4 separate regions of the Mus musculus genome follow, and regions 1, 2 and 3 are each linked to region 4. The links are chromatin contacts, called in public Micro-C and promoter capture Hi-C maps. All regions are on one chromosome and are shown on one strand. The core of a region is the stretch at or near the end of the contact, and the rest is flanking DNA. Distances in the headings are between cores, read along the strand shown. Region 1 holds the start of Prkd2 (protein kinase D2). Region 2 holds the start of Napa (N-ethylmaleimide sensitive fusion protein attachment protein alpha). Region 3 holds the start of Ccdc8 (coiled-coil domain containing 8). Region 4 holds the start of Rsph6a (radial spoke head 6 homolog A (Chlamydomonas)).

The links. Promoter capture Hi-C pulls out the DNA fragments that hold promoters and counts their contacts. Hi-C and Micro-C count contacts between places; a contact is called where the count stands out from the background.
Region 1: a Micro-C map of embryonic stem cells shows a contact between it and region 4, with 1.9 times the contacts expected there. The contact joins the promoter of Prkd2 here to the promoter of Rsph6a in region 4. A contact is called at or near these places in 2 of 39 promoter capture datasets (embryonic stem cells and hippocampal neurons), 2 of 484 Hi-C or Micro-C datasets (both in embryonic stem cells), 4 of 115 datasets of contacts at active chromatin or transcription factors (T-cell acute lymphoblastic leukemia, acute myeloid leukemia, large pre-B cells and 1 more) and 2 of 9 other capture datasets (adipose tissue and liver).
Region 2: a promoter capture Hi-C map of embryonic stem cells shows a contact between it and region 4, with 6 times the contacts expected there. The contact joins the promoter of Napa here to the promoter of Rsph6a in region 4. A contact is called at or near these places in 5 of 39 promoter capture datasets (cranial neural crest, embryonic stem cells, liver and 1 more).
Region 3: a promoter capture Hi-C map of embryonic stem cells shows a contact between it and region 4, with 6 times the contacts expected there. The contact joins the promoter of Ccdc8 here to the promoter of Rsph6a in region 4. A contact is called at or near these places in 1 of 39 promoter capture datasets (embryonic stem cells), 3 of 115 datasets of contacts at active chromatin or transcription factors (embryonic stem cells and stem cell-derived neural progenitor cells) and 1 of 9 other capture datasets (embryonic stem cells).

The regions. Positions count from the first base shown.
Region 1 is chr7:16,841,511-16,844,210 of GRCm38.p6, reverse strand. It overlaps Prkd2 (protein kinase D2), which reads right to left and starts at 1,309. Exons shown (of 19, transcript NM_001252458.1): 1 at 1,178-1,309; 2 at 348-729. The coding sequence starts at 587.
Region 2 is chr7:16,096,937-16,099,939 of GRCm38.p6, reverse strand. It overlaps Napa (N-ethylmaleimide sensitive fusion protein attachment protein alpha), which reads right to left and starts at 1,360. Exons shown (of 11, transcript NM_025898.4): 1 at 1,166-1,360. The coding sequence starts at 1,263.
Region 3 is chr7:16,992,421-16,995,220 of GRCm38.p6, reverse strand. Ccdc8 (coiled-coil domain containing 8) reads right to left here and starts at 1,319. Exons shown (of 1, transcript NM_001101535.2): 1 at 1-1,319. The coding sequence starts at 633.
Region 4 is chr7:19,053,212-19,056,234 of GRCm38.p6, reverse strand. It overlaps Rsph6a (radial spoke head 6 homolog A (Chlamydomonas)), which reads right to left and starts at 1,548. Exons shown (of 6, transcript NM_031255.2): 1 at 862-1,548. The coding sequence starts at 1,490. It overlaps Sympk (symplekin), which reads right to left. Exons shown (of 27, transcript NM_026605.2): 24 at 2,789-2,965; 25 at 2,593-2,688; 26 at 1,937-2,320; 27 at 1,613-1,846. The coding sequence ends at 1,718.

The DNA of each region.
Region 1 (2,700 bases), core at 60-2,559, 2.2 Mb after region 4:
CAATTTCTACTGTTTCCAAAGACCGGAGGCCCAGGATGGGCCCATCAGAAGAGCTCTTCCTGATCAGCTGCTCCCACTTGCCCCTTCCTCCCAACTCCACACCTGGTAGGCCCCTCCCTTCCTCCCTGCTCGCTGCAGAAAACAACAAGCAGCGACAGGCAATTTGGGGAGGCCTCTGGGCACCCCACCCCTATCCGGGCCTCTCTGAAACCGGTGGTGGAGTGAGGACACGACTAGGGTGTAGTGCCCCTCCTCGTCTGTCACCTAGGCCCCTCTCTGGCCTCCCAACAATCTCAGGCCACCTCCAAAGCCTCCTCCTTTATCATGAGAGCCCCCTATGCCCTCACCTTCTGGTCCACGATAGAACAGGCTAGTTGCTTCACATGAGCCAACTCTGAGGCAGCCGGCAACAGCACGAACTCTCGGGTCAATCCGATCTGGATATGGAAGGAGACCCCCGAACCCGGAGCCGGGATCTGAGGCAGCAGAGGTGGCGGCGACTGGAGATCCAAGCCACCGGGGGGCGGAGGAGACCCGGGCCCCGGAGAGCCGGGGAGTCCTGCGGGATGGGAGGGGGCGGCGGCCATGGGGGCCAGATCCAGATCTGCCGCCCAAAGCTCACCAAGGACCCTGGGACCTAGATCCGAGAGCTCTCTTGCGGTGGTGGTAAGAACGCAGGCATTTGAGAGAGAAATCTGTCAGGTTGAGAGACGCGAGGATGGCGGGATCCTGGGCAATGAGAGAAAAGGCATCTAGTGGGTCACACGCCGGGAGTCAAGAGAGCAGAGTTCAGAAAGAAAAACAGTGGTTTGGGGAAGGGTACCCAGAGATTGGAAGGTTGGAAGAAACCAGGAAAGAAAGTCGGGTAGGGCAGGGTCCCTGGAATCAAAAGACACTGCGATCCAAGGCCCCTGGAGAAAGAAGGCTGAGAGCAAAGCAGAGGGAATGCCAGGATCCGGTGGGTTTGACGGCAGGACCAAAGTCAGGGCAGGCCTGAAGATGCTCTGCCTTGGGGGTAGAAAACGGGAGTCTGACCAGGGATCTAGTGGATCGTAGGAACCCGACTGGCTCGGGGATGAGGAGGGGTTGCCAGGGCCAGGGCTGAAAGAAGAGACTCTCACAGGTCGTGAAAGTCGGAGGAAAGTTGGATCAGGGGCGGCGGAGGAGGGAGCGTTACCGAAGGCGGGGCGGGTCGGGGACAAGGGAGGGTCGCACAGCGCGGGTAGCTCTATTTTTCCCCCTTCAAAGTTTAAGTCGGCAGCGGCGGCCCAGAAGGAAGTCTCAGGAGCGATGGCACAGCTGGCCAATCAAAGCAGGGCACCGTGACATCACAGGGCGGGCCTTACTGGGACGGAAGGGGAAGGCGGGACCCCGCACCAGGGAGTTGGGGGGAATTTGGTGGCTGGGGGTAGGAGGGCGGAAGGGTCAGCGTTTCCTCTGCACAGTCCAGCCTGGAAAGTTGACTTTTCGCCGCAGTTCACCGCGGCACGCGAGAGGGGCAGGCGCTTTGTCATTGAAGGAGTGAGCTGTCAGACTGGCACGCATCCGGCGCCCACCGCAGGGAAAGGGTCGGAAATCGTTGTCAAGTCCGGTGGCTTTACAGTTTCTGCTACTCAACCTGCCCCCAACACACACACACACACACACACACACACACACACACACACACACACACACACACACACACACACAAAAGCGCGCGTCCCCAGCTCAAAAGCCCAGTATATAAGGTGGGAAGTCGAGGAGGCCTTAGGATGCACAAGAGAGCTTAATTTCAGGTTTCTCTCCAGAGAGTTGAGGGTACAAAGCCTGTCCCTCCAACCAAGGTGGCATGACAAAGGACACCACCACTTGATAGACCTCCTGTGAGACCAAGTGCCGACATCTTTCTGGCTGTGTGACTTCTCCACTGTGAGCCTTAGTTTTTCTGTCATGAGGCCGAAATACAGGTGGTGCCTGGACACTGCTAAAGTTGAGTTGATGTGGCTGCCTTTGATTTTGCAGAGGAAAGGGAAGGCACTGAAAACATCCAGGGGTGTCTGGGTGGGTGTGTTAACGGAATCATCCAACATGTGGCTGGTGAGATGGCCAGGTGGGGAAAGGCATTTGAAGCCAAGCTCACTGGCCTGAGTTCAATCCTGTACACTCACATAGTCAAAGGAGAACCAGCTGAGCTACTGTGGGTTGTCCTGACCTCCACCCTTCTCTGAAATAAACAGTAGTGCAATAACAGGAAATCTAAAAAGCTAACATCAACTGAGAGCCTGTGAGTCTGTGTAGTCAACTCTAACTCCATCAAGAGCCGTTCTGACTTTTACTCCAGTAGTCAGGCAGTGGCTACCAATTAGTTTTCACATCCAGGTAGCTGGAGCTTTAAGAGAGCAGCAACTTGTCCACAAGGGCCCCCCCTTACTGGTTCAGCGCTGCTGGGGGCAGCTGAGGTGGGTACAGTGCTGGCTGTCACCACATCCGGGGGCAGAGGCTGGGGAAGGAAGTCTGAGGCTGGAGTGAAAACCCAAACTACCACCTGGGGAAGTTGCAAAGAGGGACAGGGGGAGGCAAGGCCACGTGGAGCTCACAGCCTGGCTAATGAGTGTCCCCTAAAAACCACATGCCTACATGTACCTTCTAGACAGGCATGTCCCCAGCATGTTTGACTGCCTGCTTCTGGGACTCACGGCCCCCTTTACCCCGTGACCC
Region 2 (3,003 bases), core at 111-2,610, 3.0 Mb after region 4:
CTAACTGACATAGCCTGTCATTAACCAGATGTCTGTGCAGCAGGTATAAACATTTTTCAAGTTCCTTTGCTAAACATTATCTGATGGCAAACAACAAGGGATGGCTTCATCCTCTCCCTCCCCTTCATGTCTTTCTGTCCTCACCCAGCTTATAACAGTCTCTCCCAGAGCTTTCCCCAACTTCCTGGTTGTCTTCTGTATCCTTCCATCCTTGCTTTGGAGGCTTCTGATTTTGTGTCCTACCCCTGCACAGCTCTTCCTCAACACCTGCCTGGACCTTTCCCCAGTGTTCCTCTCTGCCTGTTCCTTCAAGAGCTTTGCCTGCTGCCATGTAGTGTCGTCTCCCCCTACCCCCTCCTATATCCCAAGGCTCTGGCCCTCTCCCCAGACCCCTCAAGCACTCCAATTCCTACCATCTTGGTTTCCCCATCAGCATCTTACACTCTCTGAGTCTGCTTCTTCCTGCCTGATGAGCCTTTCAGAGGGCCAGACTCAATTCTGAGCACAGTACACATAGTTTATACTCATAACAAACTTCTGCAGTTAGTTTTTACCAACAAGCCCTTTCAGAGAGACCTACTCCCTTAAGATAAAGAAACCTCGGAATCGCATCCCAAGCATGGGTTCTGCTGCTCCTAAGTTAATATGGCTGAAGATGGCAAACTTGCATAAACTTTGTGTGAGGTATTTGCCACCTCCTGGGTGTGTTCAGACTCCAGACTTGAGGACCACCTAGTAGGCGGTGGTCCTACCACCCTAATGATTCTCTTGTGTGCCTCATCCTCCCATCACCATTGTCTTGGCTAAAACCAGTGTCACTGTCCATTCATGCTTGTTCCCCAAGCACAAGTCTCCACCTCTCAGTCCAGGCCTCGCCATCAGTCACTCTTAGCAGGGCCCCACTCACCCTCACACCTCGTACTCCGGCTCATCATGCCCAAGGACGCCCCAGCCCGGGTCCCCTCGGTCTGGTGTCCTCACCCCGGCAGCCTGGGCCGCACAGATCCACGGGCACCGGCCTGGGAAAGGCGCGGCCACCAGTCAGCGGGTGTCGTCAGCCATAGGGCCACGGCCAGGGCCTGCAAGGCCGCTGAGGGGCTCCCAAAGTGCAGAGCAGAAGAGCCCGCTCTTCCCCGCCTTGGGCCCAGCCTCGCCCATTGCTCACCCAAAGAGGCCGGAGAAGAAGGACTGCGAGTTCTTCACCTTGCGCTCCGCTTCAGCCAGCAGCGCCATAGCCTCAGCCTGCTTCCCGGAGTTGTCCATGACGTCGCGCAGCTGCTCGGCTCAGGCCCGACACAGCCTGGCGACGACTCACAGGCCCCGGACACCGCGCACTCAGCGGAGCTCCGCCCGCTGCGTTGACGTCACCCAGGCCTGCCACCCCACGTGAACCCTGCGAACCAACCAGTGGGCTCAAGCTGCGAGGCACTCTCCTCCCGGCACGCCCCCTCCGGCTACCGCACTCAGCACCTTGACCCCCCCCCCCCCAACACGTGAGCACACGCCGCTAGCCTCCTGGAACCCCCACAAGCGCATTGCCACGTGACACCAAATAAGCCAATCATAAGCCCGAACCGCCAAGAGCCCACCGCCCCCAAAGCGCGACCTTTGACTCCCTCCAACCAATCAGCAGGCTCTATAGACTTGTTCTGCCACGCCTCGGCGGAACTGGGTCACACTAATCACCTGACCAGTGTCGCGGCGCTCATGTGACGCCTCTAGGTTCATGCTCCAGGTTTGACTGACCCAGCAGTTTAGCTCCGCCTCCTGTTTCGCTTTACGTCATAGTCACTTGGGAAAAAACTGTGCAGTGAAAACGAACCTTCTTACTCCCTCTGGCGATCGTCTCTAGAATTGGCTTGGGGAATCCAGAAGGTCTCCATTTCTAGCTGGATGGCTCAGCTGCTAAAGGCATTTGCTACCAAGTTTAACAACCATATTCCTATTCCTGGGACCCACATAGTAGAAGGTGAGAACTAGCTCCTCCAAATTGTTCTCTAACCTACACACACAATGCCTTTAGGGAGTATCTTGCAGTGCCACACACAGAATGTCACTAGATACTCAGTCCCATGTAAAAAGCTGGGTGTGTCAGCGGGCACCTGTAACAGGAATGGGTGGGTGGGAGACAGGCATATGCCTGGAGCTTGCTGGCCAGCCAGTCTGGCAGAATCAATGAGTTCCAGGGCCAGAGAGAGACCTGGTTTCGAAAACTAAGGTGCAGAACAACTGAAGAAGACTCCTGACATCAACCTCTGGCCTACACACACACACACACACACACACACACACACACACACAGTTAAAAATTAGTGGAAAAGTCTAAATAAAGCATGGACAGTCAGTTATTGACAGTGGTTCAGTATCTGTACTAAATACACTATGCTATAGTAAGAGCAACATCTTACTATAGGACAGAAACTGCTATGTGGGAACTAGCATAGGCTAGTTTTCTGTAAATCTACAGTTATTCTAAAGGTCAGTCCCCAGGGCCCTGCCCACAGTGATTCCAATCCCTATAGTGTGCTGTGGTGCAGGAATCTGTATCTCTTCTTTACTGAACTTCGCTGATTAGCAGGGAACATTTGAGGAAAGTGTTATGTGAGTTGGGTGTTGGGGACAGGAAAAGGCAAAAGACATCTTCCTCTGACCCTTTCCCATTGAACACTTCCCCAAATGTACCTGTGCTCATCATGACTGTACACTGACCTCAGAGCTGGTGAGTCTGGATGGCCACAAGCAGATATGGTTCCACTTCCATTTGCTGCAACGTGTCATCCTTTTGGAGCAATGAGCTATGCAGCAATGGATGACTATATGCCCTCAACCCATAAGGCCAGAACTGCATTTCCACTCATGGAGTTGGGTCACTCAGGGTAGAGCAGTGGAATGAATGCTCACTGCATAGCAATGCTCAGGTCACTGGGAACACCCACCAAGCAAAGTGCATTTCCTAATTTACCAGCTACACACATTGGGAAAAAATGTTCAAGTAGGAAGGAA
Region 3 (2,800 bases), core at 70-2,569, 2.1 Mb after region 4:
GCCCTTCACCCTCTGTTTCAGCTTCCCCCAGGACACCTGGCTAACATACTCCCTCCATCTGTCGGCCTTGGATGGCTGGGGCCCCAGGTTGTTCTCAAACATGGGCACTGGAAGATTGACTCGGCGTCGTGGAGGAGGCGCGCTGGGCTTCTCCCCACGGCGGAGGAAGGCCTCCACCAGCTCCTGATCATCCTCACTCTCCACATCGCTGCCCAGGAATTTGCTGCCCAAGTAACTGACCGGCATTTTGCGCACCTTCCTGGTCCTCCCGGAGGAGCTCCTGTTGCCTTTGACTTTGGAGGTATCGAAGTCACTCAACTCACTGTCGCTGCCATTGCTGCTGTCATAGGTACCTACAACCAGCCGAAGTGGAGGAGTGACCATCTGCGGGACTCTCCTCACTCTCAGCTCCTTGGTTCTTTTGCGGGGTTGGGGTGGGTGTGGAGTGCTCTTTTCGATGATACGGGCCACATCTTCCAGGGTGCGGCCCTCCTCCTGCAAAAACTGGATTAGCCGCTCCCGAAACTCAGCTTCCTTCGTTGCAGGCTTGGAGATGACTCTCCACACGCCCCCAGCCAGGCGGACCTCCCGGGGGATGAGCAGATAGTCAACATCCTCCCCAATCTGCAGCATCCCCACCGTGGAGTCCTCTTCTTTGCGGAACACCTTTCCGATTTTCTTAAAGGTGCCCACAGGCCTTAAGGCCTCCACTAACACGTCCAGATCGACATCTTTGCAGACGTCGGGGACACTCCAGAGGATCAGGCAATCGGGAGACGGAAGGAAGCCCCAGGGGAACCATCCCCCTACGTGGCTTTTTTCGAGAGTCTTTAAGATCTCCAGCGTGGACGCTCGAGTGGGGGCAAAAAGCCCAGACACTTGGCTGCTAGTCTTGGGGAGGGGGCGGTGGACAGTCCTAGCAACTCTGCTCGCACAGAGTGTCTCCTCCCTACAATTTTCTCTTCAGGAAACAAGTCCAAGTTGGCTTCCCCAACCCCCTCGGAGTTGTAGCAAGCAGTTTTCCAGGATGCTTACATGAACTGAAGCACGCTCATTCCCGAGGCTCAAAGTTCAGTCCAAACTGGAATCGCCAGTGTCCCGGCTCCAAGTTGGGGTCCCACGAGCTCCGATCGCTTCTCCCTTGCCCCAGACACCAGGATATAGCTGAAAGTTCTTGGGAGGACTCTGCAGACAAAGACGGCTCAGCGTGGCCTTTCAATATGGCGAGGTGCTTAAAGGCCTCCGCCCAGCCCCGAGGAGGGTCTCCCGCCCCCAGGCAGTCTGCCACCCGCTCCAAACTGACCTTGCGCTCAGTCTGTGGTGGAGCTGAGAGCCGCAGGAAGTTTCTGGGCGCCCTCCCCTCCTGGGTGAGGCCCACCTTCTCCTTCTCATCTTACACTCTAAGCCTGGGAAGACTGGCAGCGGGGCTGTCCACTCCCCTTCAGGGCAGCCTCCCTCTCCTCCCCCACAGAGGTGTGGCTGCCCCCCAGAGCCTCAATGGGGCCAGGGCTTCCCTTAGCTGCAGCCAAAACCCACGTCATCATCCTTCCCAAAAGGCAACGGGTCCCCCAACCTGCCATCCTAGACGTGCAAGCCCAAAAGGTGCGAGTGCTGATGGCTCAAATCCTTTGAAGGCTATTGCAATTATGAACGTGCGTTTAAAATTAAGGGGATGGGACTAGAGGTGGCTCAATGGTTAGGAGCATGGGCTACCTTTATGTAAGACCTGGGTTTGACTCCCAGAACCAATACGATGGCTCAAAACCCTGTTTATTTCCAGTTCCAGGGGATCCAATACCCTCTTCTGATCTCTGTGAGCACTGCATATACGTGGTACACACACACACACACACACACACACACACACACACACACACACACACACAGAGAGAGAGAGAGAGAAGACATTCATGCACACAAAAAGGGGCACACAAGATAACCCAATGGGTAAAAACATTTCCCCAAAGCCTGAATTCAATCCCAGAACCCACATAAAACCAATTCTACAAAGTTATTGTTCAATCTCCACATGTGCACCCCTATACACAGATTGTACATATATTAATTCACACACGATAAACACGGGTTTTGTTTGTTTGTTTGTTTGTTTGTTTGTTTTTCGAGACAGGGTTTCTCTGTGTAGCCTTGGCTGTCCTAGAACTCACTTTGTAGACCAGGCTGGCCTCGAACTCAGAGATCCACCTGCCTCTGCCTCCCAAGTGCTGGGATTAAAGGCGTGCGCCACCATGCCCAGCCCGATAAACACGTTTTTAAAGTAAAATATTTTCTTGGAGTTGGAGAAATGGCTCCATGGTTAAAAGCACAGGCTGCTCTTTCAGAGGACCTGGGTTCAATTCCCAGCACCCACATAATGCTCATAAATGTCTGTAACCCCACCTCTAGGGGATTTAACACCCCCCCCCCACTGATATACATCAAAACACCAAAGCACATAAAATAAATATATTTTTTAAATAAAAAATTTTCTTAAAAATAAAAAAACCTTTAAGATCACAGAGATGTTGTACCCTCAGTTCTTAGTTTATGTATCCCACGTGGCCTCAAACTTTCAGGGATCCTCCTGCCTCAGCCTCTGTCTACTAGGCTTTACGTAGGCCACTATTATCAGGCTTAAGCAACAACAACAACGGCCAGGTAAGGAAGTGACTTTAATATCAATATAAGAACATATATCAGGCATGGGATGCACACTTGTGATCGCAGTAATTGAAGGCAGGGGGATGAGGAGGGTAAGGTCACTCGCAACTTCAGAGAGCTCACACCAGCCTGAGCTACAAGA
Region 4 (3,023 bases), core at 299-2,798:
CACTCATGCACACACATTCACATACATACATACATGCTCTCAGAGACTTAAAAGAGGTGAGAACAGGAGAAAAAAGTGAGACTAGCCAGGGTGCTTCAGGAAGGAACCTTGAAGCTCTCAAGACTGGGAATATATTGGCGAAATGCTATGGGTTAATTTTGACTGGGTCTGGGGCCTGAGGTAGAGACAACTAAGTAATGAGTAGAAATTGCATATTGACAGCAGGCAGGGCCGCACCTCCTGAATATTCTCTCCCAGGCACTAGGGAGCCATAGCAGGTTCTTAGCAGGGGAGGGATGGAATCGGCTATGTGCTTTAGCCAGCCTTGCGTCACTAACTTCCTTTCCCACTGTGGTCCCAGACAGCAGCAGCCTTCCAAGGCCTTGCTGTGCCCTGAGTCTCAATCACTGTACCTCTTGTTATGTGCAAGGTGCTATCCCAGGTCCCTCCCCCTGCCTGGCCACCTAAGTCCTTTTCACTGACCATGCCACATCTGACATCCACAGTTCATTCTTTATAACACACTGAATGGAAGGAGGGGGACAGTGGCTGCAGCTCATTGACTCTGACAAGTAGAGGGTCCTGGGAACCAGAGGCCTTGCTCTAGAATACTGGCCCTCCCCCTTCTTAGCTTGTGATTTTAAATAACCCAGCCTCTCTGGTTCAGTCTCCTGCAAAAACAGGCTTAGTGGCTGGGACTAGATGTTAGGGGTGTGTGTTGGCACTGTGTCTGCTCCACTTGCTATTCCTTCCCCAACTCTCTGCTAACTTAGACATCCAGAGACCCCACACCTGAGGCAGCCTTGGCTAGAGCCCTTCCCAGTCAGCTGCCCGCCTTCTCCACCCTCCACCTCCTCTCACAGGCTGAGGTTGCAGCTCATGCTGGTCCGCAGCAGGTAGGCCTTGGCGTTCTGTATTGCCAGCTCACGAGGCTCGGGGTCAGGTACCTCTCCAACAATGGGCATGAAGCCCAGGTCAGAGGGCCTCAGGTGGAGGGAGGGGTCGTCTCTCAGGTAGGGTCCGTGCTGTGTGTCCTGGCTGAATATCTCATCCTCTCTTGGATACAAGTTGAGCTGGCCCAGGATTCCAGAAGCCGAGCCTTGGTAGGTAGACTCCAGTTGTTCTAAGAGGTCCTGGCCCTGTGGGAACTGCTCCATCATCCTGCTATCATCCAGGTAACCCTGTTGCGAGAACTCCATGGGAAAGCCTGGCGTGTAGCCTAAGGGCATGGACTGGTGGTACTCGGTGCCTTCATCACCTTGAACATCTGGGACCAGGCTGGACCTCTGTGGCCAGTGGGGTAGACCAGTTCCCTGCAGGTCCTGACTGCCCTGACTGCTCCGACTGCCCCGCTGCGGAGGTGGTCGGTTCAACCCATCCTCTGGGATGGTTAACAGAGGCTGAGAGTACTCTTGACTCCGTGCCCTTTCTGAGCCTTGGGAAGCCCTCCGGGTTTGAGAGGGGTCAGGATTGGGCGGTGGTTCCCCCATGCCTCGGAAAAAGTGTGCTGCCCTATCCTGGACCCTGCCTGCCTACCGTTACTTTACCAGCGCGGGGCGCCCTCAGGGTGAGAAACGGTGTGCGCAGGCGCAGTCTAACACAGGCACATCCTCAGGATTTCTAACCTGGCGCAGCTACGCCCTCTTTTATTTGTGTTAAGGCAAAGCTCCAGGAGGCCCCGTCCCGCCCCTCCCCTCCCCCCAAACTCCCGCAGCTGTCAGCTGTTCCCCTTGCTCTCGGGTTCCCTGGTTTCTGGGCTGGAGGTCTTCAAGGCTTCTTCCACAGCATGGCTGAGGTTCTGGGGGCTCCGCTCATCCTTGGAGCTCGACCCGACTGCTGCTGCCTCCTGGTGGCGGGAGAGGGCAAGAAGCAGTGGGTCAAGAGCTAGTTACCCACTCAGACCCATTCCCAGGGCTCTGCTGCAATCTATTCCTACCTTAGGCAGGGGCCCCTCGAGACTAGAGTCCAGCAGTGTGGTTTCAGCCAGCCCCGAGTCGTCGTCCATGCTGATGAAGATGGCCGGGGTCTCGCATTCGGGACCCTCCTCCCGGTATTCCATGACCTCCTCAGCTGGGGTGGGCCCAGCTCGGGCTGCTGCTGGCACCGAGGGCGTTGAGGACACACAGGCAGCGGGCGCTCCGATGCCTGTGGGCTTCTGCTTCTGTTCCTCCTCCAGCTGCCTCTTCAGGGCCTTCTCCTGAGCCAATCGCAGGCCGATGAGGTCCTGAGGGGGCCGTGGGGCAGGGGCCGGGGCCGGGGCCGGGGCCGGGGCCGGGGCCGGAGCCGGGGCCAAAGCCAGAGCCAAGGGCTCCAGGTCATCCTGGGGTGGGAGAAGCACTCAGCTCAGGAAGGGTACACCTAACACACACCCGCATCCTACCCCCACCCACGCATCAGGGTAGAGAAAGCAGAGCACTCAGCGCTGCTGAAAGCAAAGAGCGCACATCGCATAGACTTTCCATCCTGGTGCAAAGGTGTGTGGGGTCGGCGGCCATTTTCCTTTACCAGGGACAAAATCTTGGGAGACTGTGGGTTTAATGAGCGGACGTCTTGGGGTGAGAGGCACAGGTAGGTGGGCGTCATTGCGCTCACCTCTTCCAGGGGCCCTGAAGGTGCTTCCTTGACTTCGGGCTCCTGCTTTCCAGTGGCCTCCAGGATGGTCATGATGGAGTTGGGGATGTGTGCTTGCTAGGTGAAGGGAAAGGCACCTCTCAGAACCCCATAACATAGAACCAAACCTTCCAGAGCTTTCCTGCTCACTCGGCTCCACTCTACCACACCCAGTTACCTGGTGGGGAGTGAAGGAGCGCACATGGGCCAACAGTGGCTCCCGGAGCTCAGGGCACTTGTCAAAGACTGCGCCAAGCTGCTGTGGAGGTAGCTGCAGGATGACCTGGAAACTCTGTGGCTTGGTGCGCTGGCAGCACTTGATGAAGCCCTCCCATACCTTGGGGTACTTCCATACCTGTGGGGCAGGAGGGGGGCCGTTAGGCACAGGTCCAACCAGCCACCTCCTTCCTGAA